Regions from separate parts of the Gossypium arboreum genome. Here region 1 is linked to region 2. The links are chromatin contacts, called in public Hi-C maps. All regions are on one chromosome and are shown on one strand. The core of a region is the stretch at or near the end of the contact, and the rest is flanking DNA. Distances in the headings are between cores, read along the strand shown. Region 1 has its middle 14 kb from the start of LOC108468088. Region 2 holds the start of LOC108478573 (myb-related protein 308-like).

What was found. Hi-C and Micro-C count contacts between places; a contact is called where the count stands out from the background.
Region 1: a contact with region 2 is called in a Hi-C map of leaf, with 2.3 times the contacts expected there. The contact joins the enhancer-like site here to the promoter of LOC108478573 in region 2. A contact is called at or near these places in 2 of 5 Hi-C or Micro-C datasets (both in leaf).

The regions. Positions count from the first base shown.
Region 1 is chr8:46,863,862-46,870,039 of ASM2569848v2, forward strand. No RefSeq gene overlaps it. Among protein-coding and RNA genes, the nearest start is that of LOC108468088, 14 kb to the left of the region's middle. Within about 2 kb of position 1,305, at least 2 of the 2 cell types and tissues checked have an H3K27ac peak or open chromatin away from gene starts, as enhancers often do. A contact at or near this core is called in leaf, where this site is marked.
Region 2 is chr8:46,374,287-46,379,969 of ASM2569848v2, forward strand. LOC108478573 (myb-related protein 308-like) reads left to right here and starts at 3,095. Exons shown (of 2, transcript XM_017781037.2): 1 at 3,095-3,356; 2 at 3,456-4,190. The coding sequence starts at 3,224. The coding sequence ends at 4,102.

The DNA of each region.
Region 1 (6,178 bases), core at 55-2,554, 490 kb after region 2:
TACATCCAAATCGATGAGACTTATTAATTACAACGATTATCCAAACATGTGAGAATTATATAATTAATTAAGAATAAAATTGTCAAGTAAAAACAACAATTCTAAAATTAGTTCAATTCACTAAGCAAATCTCATGTTATGACTAAACTTCATTTACAGTTCCGTTTTATACCTTAGAGGCGATTTCTGTGCCTTCTAAAACTTTAATTAAAGTTTCAGTTACAAAAATATTTAAAAGAATACAAGTTATTTTCTTTTTATAAGTTCAGCTTGCAAATTGATTAATAACAGCATAATAATTTTTTCTTTATTTATTTAATTCTAGCATACCTAGCATCCAACTCAAATCCTTTCATTATTAATTTCTTAATTAACAAACTACTCAATCTATCAAAATACCACATCTCACTCACTCATGCACTCACATGTGGGATTGTGGGTTAATTTTTGGCTCTTATATGGATGAGCTTTTATAATATTATAATTAAATTAGTGCATCTTTAATCAAAATGATAATTAAGTAACTAAAAAAAATACCACTTTTCAATCATGAAATTAATTACACAATATACATATATTAAATACAAAGAGATATGGTTTAAATGTACTCTTCATCGTCTCTGCATAGAATGAAGCTGAGCTTATATAATAAAAGCAAAAGTGTCGATGATTTATTAATGGCACGTTGGCTGCTTGTAATCTGTCATAGTTTTTATTTTTTGATAAAAAAGAAAATAAAAAAATAAATAAAGGGTGGGGGTACTCTAAAGATTATTAATACAGAAAAGGAAAAAGATAGTCAGGAAAACTCAGCTTTTTGGAGCACTTCATCAAGCGCCCACCACCCCCCATGGGAGGGACCTTGATTGAGTATGACCTTATATTCCTTCTCCACAAATGCAATTTCTTTGTTACTAGAAAATTCATGGCTTTTTTATATGATTATTTCACAATAGTTTCCCCTTGTAAGCACCAATTAGTGCCACTTGTGCTTCTTATTTCCTGATCGTGGGGGAATTAAGGATATCGGTGAGCATGGGGTTGTTAAAGATTCATATATATATATATATATTAGTCCTTATATAGCATTGGAATTTAGGATCATATTGTGGCTGGTTTGAGTTTAATAATTTATATCTATTCGCTTTAAAGAGTGTGCCATTATATAGTATCTGATGCATGGGATCATTGGCATGCTGTGACTTGTTTAAGCAAAAAAAGATGTACATCAGATCAGAGATCTCAAATCCTTTTTATCTGCTAGATGATTGTGAGCTCTTCTGTTGGTGCCAAAAGAAAAAGAGTTGGGAAAGTGGGGGCAAAAGATGAACAGAGGAAATAATCATAGTGAGAAATGGGCAAGAACTATGCGCATTTCAAACTGTAGGCCTTCCTTGTCAAGTTTAAAAAGCAGGCATGGTATGCATAGGCGTGGCCTAAATAGATAGTCCTCACTGCCAATAATTTGTGTCACATATGGTCCATTGTTTAGTGTTAATTTGATGGCATAGGAGAAAACGAAAAACCACATATGTGATTAGTGAATAATTAAGTGATTCACAGGCCAACATACCGAGTTTGAGGCAATGAAATATGTCCAAAACAAGCACATGGTTATGGGGTGGCCGGGGGGGGGGGGGGGAGGGATTTGACACCCAACAATAGATTCCGCCAGGCAAAACACTGGATGCAGTACATGAAACTCTGAATCTTTGCTATTCTCTGCAAATTTCCAGACTTCCATTGCATCAGCCTGCCCCACTCTTGTCAATAATTTAATTTACATCTGCAAATTTTTATCTGTCTCTCTCCCTTCTTCTATTTTGTTGTTTAGCCCTTTTTGGTCACTAAGGCAAGGCTCAAGAAAGTGTCGTCATATTCTACTTCTCTACTAGCATTCCCCCTGCCTCTTTTATCAGCTTCTTTGTTGTTAATATTTCTTTAAAGTCATTGCCTATAATATCCGAGTTTTAAGAAATTATTTTCATAACCCAATTTTGTTGAATCAAACCAAATTATAAGATGGATCAATTACTCAATAGTATTTTAGCTCTAAAAGTATTATAGAGAATTATGTAATAGGAGTTTAATATAATATGCATTTTTACTTAAAATAGATAAATTAATTTTTATATGTTAAGTTAAAGAGTAAATTAATTTCTTTATTAAAAATTTCATCTAATTCTACTATTAAAATTGGTCTTTATATATTAGTCTAAGGTACATGTGGTATGTCATGTGTCACTTTCTAGTTATTCGTTAATCATACCAGCTTTTTAATAATACAAATGAATAAAATTTTAATAAAAAGATAAAATTGTATTTTGCTTTAACATATAAGAACTAATTTGCTTAATTTTTAATAAATAATGCAAAATACAATATGATTCGTAGTATAATGACCTCTATAATACTTTTATTATGTTTTTACAAATATAAAGATTTGAATCTTACAAATAATCTCATTTTAATAGTTAATCTATAAGCACCACTTTCTAACCTAATAAAAACCAGTGTTATGTCTTAATCTTAAACTAGGATAGCTTGCCTCACCTACTTTATTATATCTAAAAAAGCCCGAATAGTATTAAATATCCGATTTTATTACCATCACTTATTATCTCTAAGCTAAGAGACCAGAAAAGTGAACGTGTATGAAGGTTGAACGTACTATGCATAGAATTTTGTCAATAAAAAAAAAGTTAGAAATTCCGTATTAAGAATATTAAAATTAAATATTTATAACATGAAAAAAAGAAAAAAAAGACTTCCCTAGATCAAACCTTGAGCCAAAAAGTTGATTTCATTTGGACTGGTCTCATACAAATAAAAATGGATACAGTGATGAATAGGATCAAACCTTGGATTTTGTATAAGATTTTTTAATTATTAATAATAATAATAATAATAATAATAATAATATTTTAATGCTATAAAAACATAGTCTCTTTCTCCCTCTGGTTTTGTTGTTTGATGATTAGCCAACTCTGTTTGACTAATGAGGCAGCTTGGAAGTGGAACGTGTCTCATGGTACTTATTTAATCGGCACATTTACTCTTTAATTACTAATTCCCACTCACTCATTTCCCGTTCTACATATATATAAATATCAAAAGCATATATATAGATTAATTGTGTGATTGAATAGAATACTACCCATTCTTCAATGATTGTCACACTTTTTCTTTTGGAGAGTAGAATCTTGAAGGGTCCCCTCCATCACTTAAAATTAGGGGTTTGGGGGTTCTAATACTAATTTTTATATAATTAGATTTGAATTGATGAGACTAATCATCTTTCCACCTCCATTTTTATACTAGAATATATAATTTTAGTATTAAACTTTGTTAATGGGTATCTTAGTAGACAAGGTTGTAAACTTCACACTATTCTTGAGAATTTCTAAAAATGCATTCCATCAAATGAAAATCAAAAAGAAGGGAAAAGGTGTAAAGGAATATTAGTTAAATTTTTGAATATCAAAGAAAGATGAAGCTCCATATCCTACTTTTCTCTTTCTCCCCTTTCTTCTATTTTTTTTTTAAGAAAACTATGTTTGGATTAATAAATTTGATTTACTTGAATTTTGAGATGGTGATGGTGAATGGAGTTCAAGCTCAAGTTACATTTAAACATAATGTTAACATATTATATATTTGTTCAAGTTTGGTTTTACTCGAAATATGAGTTTAAAATTTTGGTCAAACTTATATTTGTAAATGGTTAACTTAAGTCTATTTTAGATTCGTCCATACTAATTTTTAAGAATTTTATATTATTTTAAATTTAAATTTTAATAAATATATATTTCATTTATTAAAATTTTATATATAACAACTTAAAATTTTCTTAATATTACATTATAGTATTATATATTGTATAGATTTATTTTTTGTGTTGTAATTTACATAATGTATAAAAATAACATAATATAATATCTTAGAAAATGGACTTGATTGGTAGGGGCTAAGGTATTGAATGTTCAAACCCGAACTTGACTCATATTTTAAATGAACCTATTTTTTTACTCAAATCATCTTAAATTTTTAGGAGACTTTCGAACTTAGACAATAATCTAAACCTTGAAAAATTGTACTTAAATTTTCCTTACATTAATCATAACATTTGTTTAAAAATCAATGTTAGTGTTGTCGGTTTTAAGATTCCATGTAAGCGCCATTAATGTTAACCAAGTTATTGATTTAATAAACAAAAAATGGTTAATAATTTAAAGTTTTGGTTTCATTAACTTCCAATCTCTCAATACCCACAATCTTTACTTCTTTTTTAACAGCTTTGTGATTTGTGGACATTGAAACTACCAAGAGATATGCTAAGAAATTTGGTTGCTGAGATACAAAATAGTTGCATTAGAATAAAATCTTGTTGTTGGTGTATGATAATATACCTAACTGAAACGGTATAAAAACTTGGAAAGAATCCCATTGATACCGAATTGAGATCCTTTCATCACTTTTCCCCGCCTCTGATTTCCCAAGAAACAAACAAGATATTCTAGTGAAAAACAGCACATTTGAATTAGACTACTCTTCCCCTATCATTAGAGGATCTATCAATACCTAAACCAAAATTAAAGAAGAATCTATCCATGACCCACCACCACCACCCACTGCTTATTTCTCTTTTTTTCCTCCCTAATGCAATGCACCCACATATGAGTTGGAGAGAGTATGTTTATATATACCCAAATGTCCCATCTTTGTAACAACTTATATAATTATGCAATTTGGCATTTCATTAGTTGAAAGATATTGACATAATTAAACTTAGTTAAGGTACTGTTAGGCAACTGACTCCACTGCCTTTGGAACATTATTGAGTTATTATCACCAAAGCCCTTTTCATTCAGTTTTTATAGTGCTTCAAGTCAGGCCGGCATTTGTGTTTTCTTCAAAAAGCCTAATTTCCTGGGGCTTTTTCCTCAAGTTTAGTCTGAAATTGCTGACTCCGTAGACCACGACAACAACAACCAAAGCCCTGCATTGTTTGTTTTTCTTTCTAAATTTGTTAAGAAGAGATTAAAGATTAATTTAAAGCTAATATTTTTTAATATTTAGATAATTTTGTGTAAAGTTATTTTTATTGTTTAGTAAGTTTTCTTAATTTTTCTTTTAAAAGTTGTTTTTAATGAAAAAATTACATTATAATTATATTTGTTACAAATGATTGTTGGCGTGTGGGGATAAATTAAACTTATGATAAATTAACAAAGGCTTCAAAACGTGTCAAAACGTGTAACCATGTCACTATCTTTAAGATTCTTTTCGATCTTACCTATATTTTTGTATGCAAAAGAGTTAAAACAAATAAATCTCGAGGATACAATGAAACCCAACAACCGTCTGCGTTTTGTACTGATGATAATAGTCCACTAAGCAAAGCAAATATATAGTATCAAATTCTATAGAGAATTTCTACAACAATTTTTTATAAAATAATCTTTGAATATTAAAAGATAGAGAGAACATAGAAACTTTCTTTTTAGTTCTTTTTGGTGTACCATACAAATGAAATTTTACTCCTACTTATAAGAGTTATCATGTCTCTTCATAGATACATAACCATTAAATAGATATCTATTTGGATAGTCACATCTATTAAGAATGAAAAAAATATTCATTACATATTACCCGAATAATCATAACTTTTTTTTGTTAATAATCAAGTAATATAACTTTAAGTAACAAGTGACATAATTTATCACTATGAATAGTGGCAACTCTTGATTAATAACAAAGGAACATAACTTTTGATTACTTATAATTATTCATTTGTAATTATTGGAAAACTATATATGTTTTGAAAATGCTTCAACAAATATTATAGTAGCATGTTTGACAATTGAAATATATTTTATAATAAAATATATTTTACAGAGTTAATATATAGTTTACTCTTTGAACTTTGTCCACACGTAACTCATTGGTCCTTGAATTTGTGATTTGTCACCCAAGTTAATATTCTCGCACTAACACAATTAATTTGTGCTATAATAGCACTAACAGCCAGTCCAATAATAACACAAAGTAGCCTCAAATTATGTCCCATAGCAAACATAAATTAACATACTTTAAATATATACAAATTAATAGAGAAAAGTGTCGCTAGATTTTTTTTTTTAAATAACAACTCTCCGACCTTCAACTGTCAAAGTAA
Region 2 (5,683 bases), core at 1,845-4,344:
TATTCGACTCAACAATAATATCAGATATGGGGCGTCACGACATCTCCAACGCTCTTACTCAAAAACTCCAAAAATAGAGTGAGAAAATAACTAGTTATTCGAAATAAGAATATAACGAACACTTGATGGGGAGAAATATGCAAGAAACTTGTTACTGCTCAATGCATTTTATTTATAACCAAAGGTGCCTTTAGGCCTACATGACAATTAAAATACTGAATTAATGCAGAAAATATTGTAATAAAAATAAAGTTGGACTAAATCAAGATATAAGTAAAAATAAAATGCTGCAGTTAATTAGAATCACGTTTTCAACCATTTTTGCCTTACATGTTAATATAAAATATATTTTTCAATAGTTACTTAAAAGCTTTATATTTGATGTACTATGACTGTATAGAGCAAATCATATTGTGCAACATGTAAAAATAAATATGGTATTTATTTTTAATGTCGGTATATAAACTTATACATTTGAAATTTTTATTTAAATAATAAAACTGTTAACTATTATATGATGATGCGTATGATATAATAGAATCTGATGTGATCTGAAACAAATATTATATAAACATAATTTTGAGTTAGGCACGATTATAGTTAGAAAAAATTACTAGTTTGTTTATAAAAGAATTCAAATGAGATGAACAAGTACAAAGAAATATGCCCAATTGTGTTACCAACTCCAAAGACTGTAGTTAGTGAGATAGCAAAGAAATGTTAAATTAAATGTTTCTTACTAAACACACTGGGGATCTGATTTGAGTTTGAAAGAGTAAATGGGGCAGTTAAATTGATGGTCAATGAGATGGAAATAGATTGGGACAGTGACAGAGGGGTATATTATTTATACGCTATGCAAACCAATTTGTTTGTTAGTTTAAAGATTTGATGCACGCAATTTGTGTGCGCCAAAATATATAGATTCCAGGGTCCTGCACGTGGAGGAAACTAGCCAGTTCAAAGTAGAAGGGCAGATAAATAAGAAGTTGTTGAACATATGCCCTCTTTCATCTCCTCTTAACCACATTTTTTCCAACCCAATCAAATCTCTTCTTCTCAAATTACTCCATCACTGGATGCATGCATTTATTATTTACCGTGTTTTTGTACCAAGGAAGAGCATATCTGATTCCCATGTCTATGCAAACTGTAGTGCAGGAATGCCAACAGAGTAGGATGGTATGAGATGAGTTGTTTTTTTCTCCCATCCAATCTCTTTTTATATATATTCCAAATTTTATTACATACTTAGAACCGTATGTTAGTTTAAAATAATATACAAAAAATAATAAAAAGTGTGGCTCAAAATAGTTAATAATAACACATAAAATATTTACAAAATTAAAATTAAAAAAGGATTAAATTGTGAATAAATTTAATTTGATTATATAAATACCTCATATTAATAATACTAAATTCATTATAATTGTTTATCGTGATGTTGTTATCAATCTTAAGTTAAAGTCGAGTTTACTTGTGAGATCAACTCAATCAACAACATTATTAATATATAAAATTGAAAAGTTAATAAAATATGCATAATTCAATTAATAAGTAAATATTATATTGAAATAAAATTTTGGTTTCGAGTAAATTAATATTTTATTGCTATGTAATCAACATAAGTTGAAATACAAGCACAAGCAAAAGCAAAGTTTTTATTTTTATTTAAATAAAAGCACTATATTCTTCAATAATTTAAAACTATTAATGTATTTTAGTCTTTTTATTTTTTAGGAAACTTAATAAAAAGTTTCATGCCATTGAATTTGAATTCATTCAATTTACACTAACAAATCCACTTTACCACTAAAGCGAAGCTTTATTTTAATATAATATTTATATTTTAATTGTATTATTAATTGGTTTCAAACGGTATATTTTATTATTTATTATATGTTATTTTTATACGTAATTTTATATTCTAAATATATGATTTTCACATGCGATATCGTGTGATAGGATTTTTAATTATATTTAAGAAGTTTATTAAGTTAATATCACCCTTTAATCAAGTCCAACTCAATTGAATAATTATCAAATTTTTTATAAAATAATAAACATTACTCCCAGAATCTTTTATCATTTCAAATAATGTGAAATCTAAAAAATACAATTAATGATATTCTATCTCAAAACATCATAACTTTAATATCTTTACTATTTAAACTAATTCTTTATTTAATATTTAAATTAACATTTTATAAATATATTTGTTACATAAATTTTTCACTCATATGATACGATAGTGTACTCTAACCTAATATAGATTTTTGCCCTCAAACTCTAATTAATGTTTTAACTCTTAATTCAATCCTAAAATGATTTTTTTATTTGGTTTTAATTTACGGTAAAATTTTACATAAGTTTTATTTATATTAATCTAAACTAAATCTATGTTGTAAAATCTTATGAAAATAAGAAATTATCATCGAAATATGTAAAAATAATTATAAAAATAAAATATTTTTAAACTCTTAAATAGTTAAAAATACTACAATAGTGTTTTTTTAAAAGGAAATATACTAAAATCGTTATAAATTCTAAACAGGGTATTTAATAGTATAACAGAACTAGGCGGGTGAATTTTACCTACTTGGTTGCCACTCTTTCTTATTTCCTAGGCTCTGTAAAAACAAATGAGTTAAAAAGGAAAAGTATTTTTAATATATATATATATATACTCTTTAAAAATGAAGTTTCTATATTTTTACCTGAAAGAGTTAAATTTATTTTAAAATTTTAAAATTCAGATTAAATTTTAATAATTTTAAAATTATTTTATTAAATTTAGATTTGTTAAAATATTATTTTTTGGTTAAATGTATACTAAATGAGTTTTTTAAATATTATATCAATAAATTTAACAACAAAATATTTAACAGTATCAATAATTCATCCTAAATTTTAAAATTAAAAAATAAAATTCCTTAAAATAAAAATAAAAATAATAAATTTTAAATTTGTGAATACTACTAGTTATTTTATATTTTAACGGTTAAAAAAATAGGGATGACGCATGTGGCTATTTCTAGATCATTCACGTTCCCCCTTTTAATGGCTTTAAAAAGGAGGCGACGGCTTTGTAGTGTCATGTGCTCATTTTAGCGCACACACACACTCTCTCTCTTTCTCTCTGTCGAGTTTACATCACCTCTTTTCTGGTTTTTGTGATCATTTCAGATTGTGTGGCTGGAATCGTAGAAGAAAGAAAAAAAAAATGGGAAGAGCCCCATGTTGTTCTAAGGTAGGTTTGAATCGAGGTCCTTGGACAGCCAGAGAAGACACATTGCTGATTAAATATATACAGGCTCATGGAGAAGGTCATTGGAGATCTTTGCCTAAAATGGCTGGTAATATTCTACATCTGTCTTAATTAGCAGCTACAATTTTTATTTCTTGCTCTAGTTGTTGTAATTTCATTGATTTTGGGTTTGGTGGCCACTGTTCAGGGCTGCTTAGGTGCGGAAAAAGCTGCCGACTAAGGTGGATTAACTATCTCCGACCTGATATCAAGCGAGGAAACATTACTCCCGACGAGGACGACCTCATTATCAGGCTTCATTCTCTTCTGGGCAATCGTTGGTCTCTCATTGCTAAAAGACTTCCAGGCAGGACCGATAATGAAATCAAGAACTACTGGAATTCTCATCTCAGCAAAAGGGTGCTCAATAATTCACAAACTAATTCAACTACAAGAAGCAGTCGTAAAGCCAAGAAAGCCACTGAAAAGAAGCAAAAGGCCAACAATGTGGAGGAGAAAGAAGAGATAAAGGTGCTGCATCAACCAAAAGCCAGCAGGGTTTCGCCATTCTCAGTAATATCAAGGAGCAGCAGTTTTGACAGTCTCATAAGTGGGTCATCTAGCAGCGGTGAAGGGAGCAAAGGAACCAATGATGCCTATGTTTTTGATATTCCTAGCTATTGGTCCGACTTTGCAGCTGATACTAACCTAGAATTTCCTGACGCTGAGGCGTTTTCAGATGCCACACCCGTAGGAGATAGTAATTTGCTTGACGACATTTTTGAAGAATACCAGAAACTTCTTGACGGCGATGACCCTGGCGAAAGAGATTCCATATTTGATGTTCTCTCTTGATTTTGAGTATTTTCTGCTACAAGATTCTCCACTGTATAATTCAATCTCAATGAACTAATAATTAAAATCCTAAAAACACTCTCAAAAACAGTGTCTGGAACTGAATCTTGCTTAGGATCGAATTAAGAAATACGAGAAACGATAGTAAGGAAGAAAACAACCGAAAAACATGTTGCCGTTGCTCTTTCGTTCTACATCACCTTTCAAGGCACTTCCTTACTAACAAAGCCGCCTCAGTCATTTTGATTTAGATTTGTACTAAAATAATTAAATAACAAAATAATAATACAAACACATTTGATCTATTTATAATATATATAAAAGTAAAAGCTGTAAGGATACAATTTTTAGTAAGGTTAGAAAATGTGGATTGGGAATTTCGTATATGTAAATCGAGCCTGTAAATATAAAATAGGAATATTTACGGAGTTATTATAAAAATATAATAAATTTTGGTTAAATAATTTAACTGTGAAAATAGTTAATTAAATTTAGTGATTAAATTGTAAAAGTTCAATCGCTATAAGGATTTAATTTAGAAAAATGTAGCATCCTGCATGGCGAAGTCCTAGTATCCGATTATTGTTTATCGATGTATGGTATTTAGAGTAAATTTTGAGTGGGTAAGGTGTTAGATTTGACTAAGTATATAAATTCTATGAATGCGCCTTTGGACGAAGTTTTTGTTTGGCCAGCTTGCTGGTTTGGCGAACTCTTTTGTGGAATATGCATCACCCCAGCTGTTAGACGATTATGTTAAGTCCTTAGTTTGAAAGAAATATTTATTATTTTATTATTATTTTATTATTCTACTTGAATAATTTAGTTACACAAATGAGAATTGGTTCGAAGAGAACTAAGTTATTGTAGTTGATCAGACTCACATTTATGATGAGAGAGAAAGTGCTTAGTCACAGTAATTTAACTTATCTGCTTAACCTAGCTTCCGTGTTTATCTGTATAAAGTTAGTATTGGCTTTTTGAGCAAGTTTTACATTTTCTCTTGCACCCATATTTTCTTCTCAAATTTTATCTTTACCTTTTCTCTCAAAAAACTTAAAACTTGAGGCCTGCTTGAAGATCAGGTTCGATTACTTGGCCAACTCTTTCATTGTTTTAGTACCTGGTAAATATTGATGCACTTTAGGTTATTTTCATGGTTATTTATGTTACCTTAGAGTTGCATGCTTTAGGGTCAGTTTAGAGTGCAAGGAAGAAATTAGGAGCTTGCTTTGATTGTGGGTCCAAGAGCCACTTGGTTAAAGATTACCAGTCTAAGTCTAAATTTAGCATTGAGCAATTAGTTAGAAACCCAAAAAAGTTTCAACAAGAGAATAAATCTAAGGTGGCAGCTAAATCTAGCTTAGTACATAGATCACAGAAGAAGAATTTTAGTTGGATGAGGTCTGGCGTATCAACTCGAGTCTATGTGATGAAGGTTAAGGAAGATGCAAATTTGCTTGAAGTTATAGCTGGTAATTTTTCTTTTCTTGGGAATAATATTTATGCTTTGATTGATCCTGGTTCTACTCCTTACATTTGTACTAAGGTTATAGAGGGTCTTAGCCTTAAGATAGAATA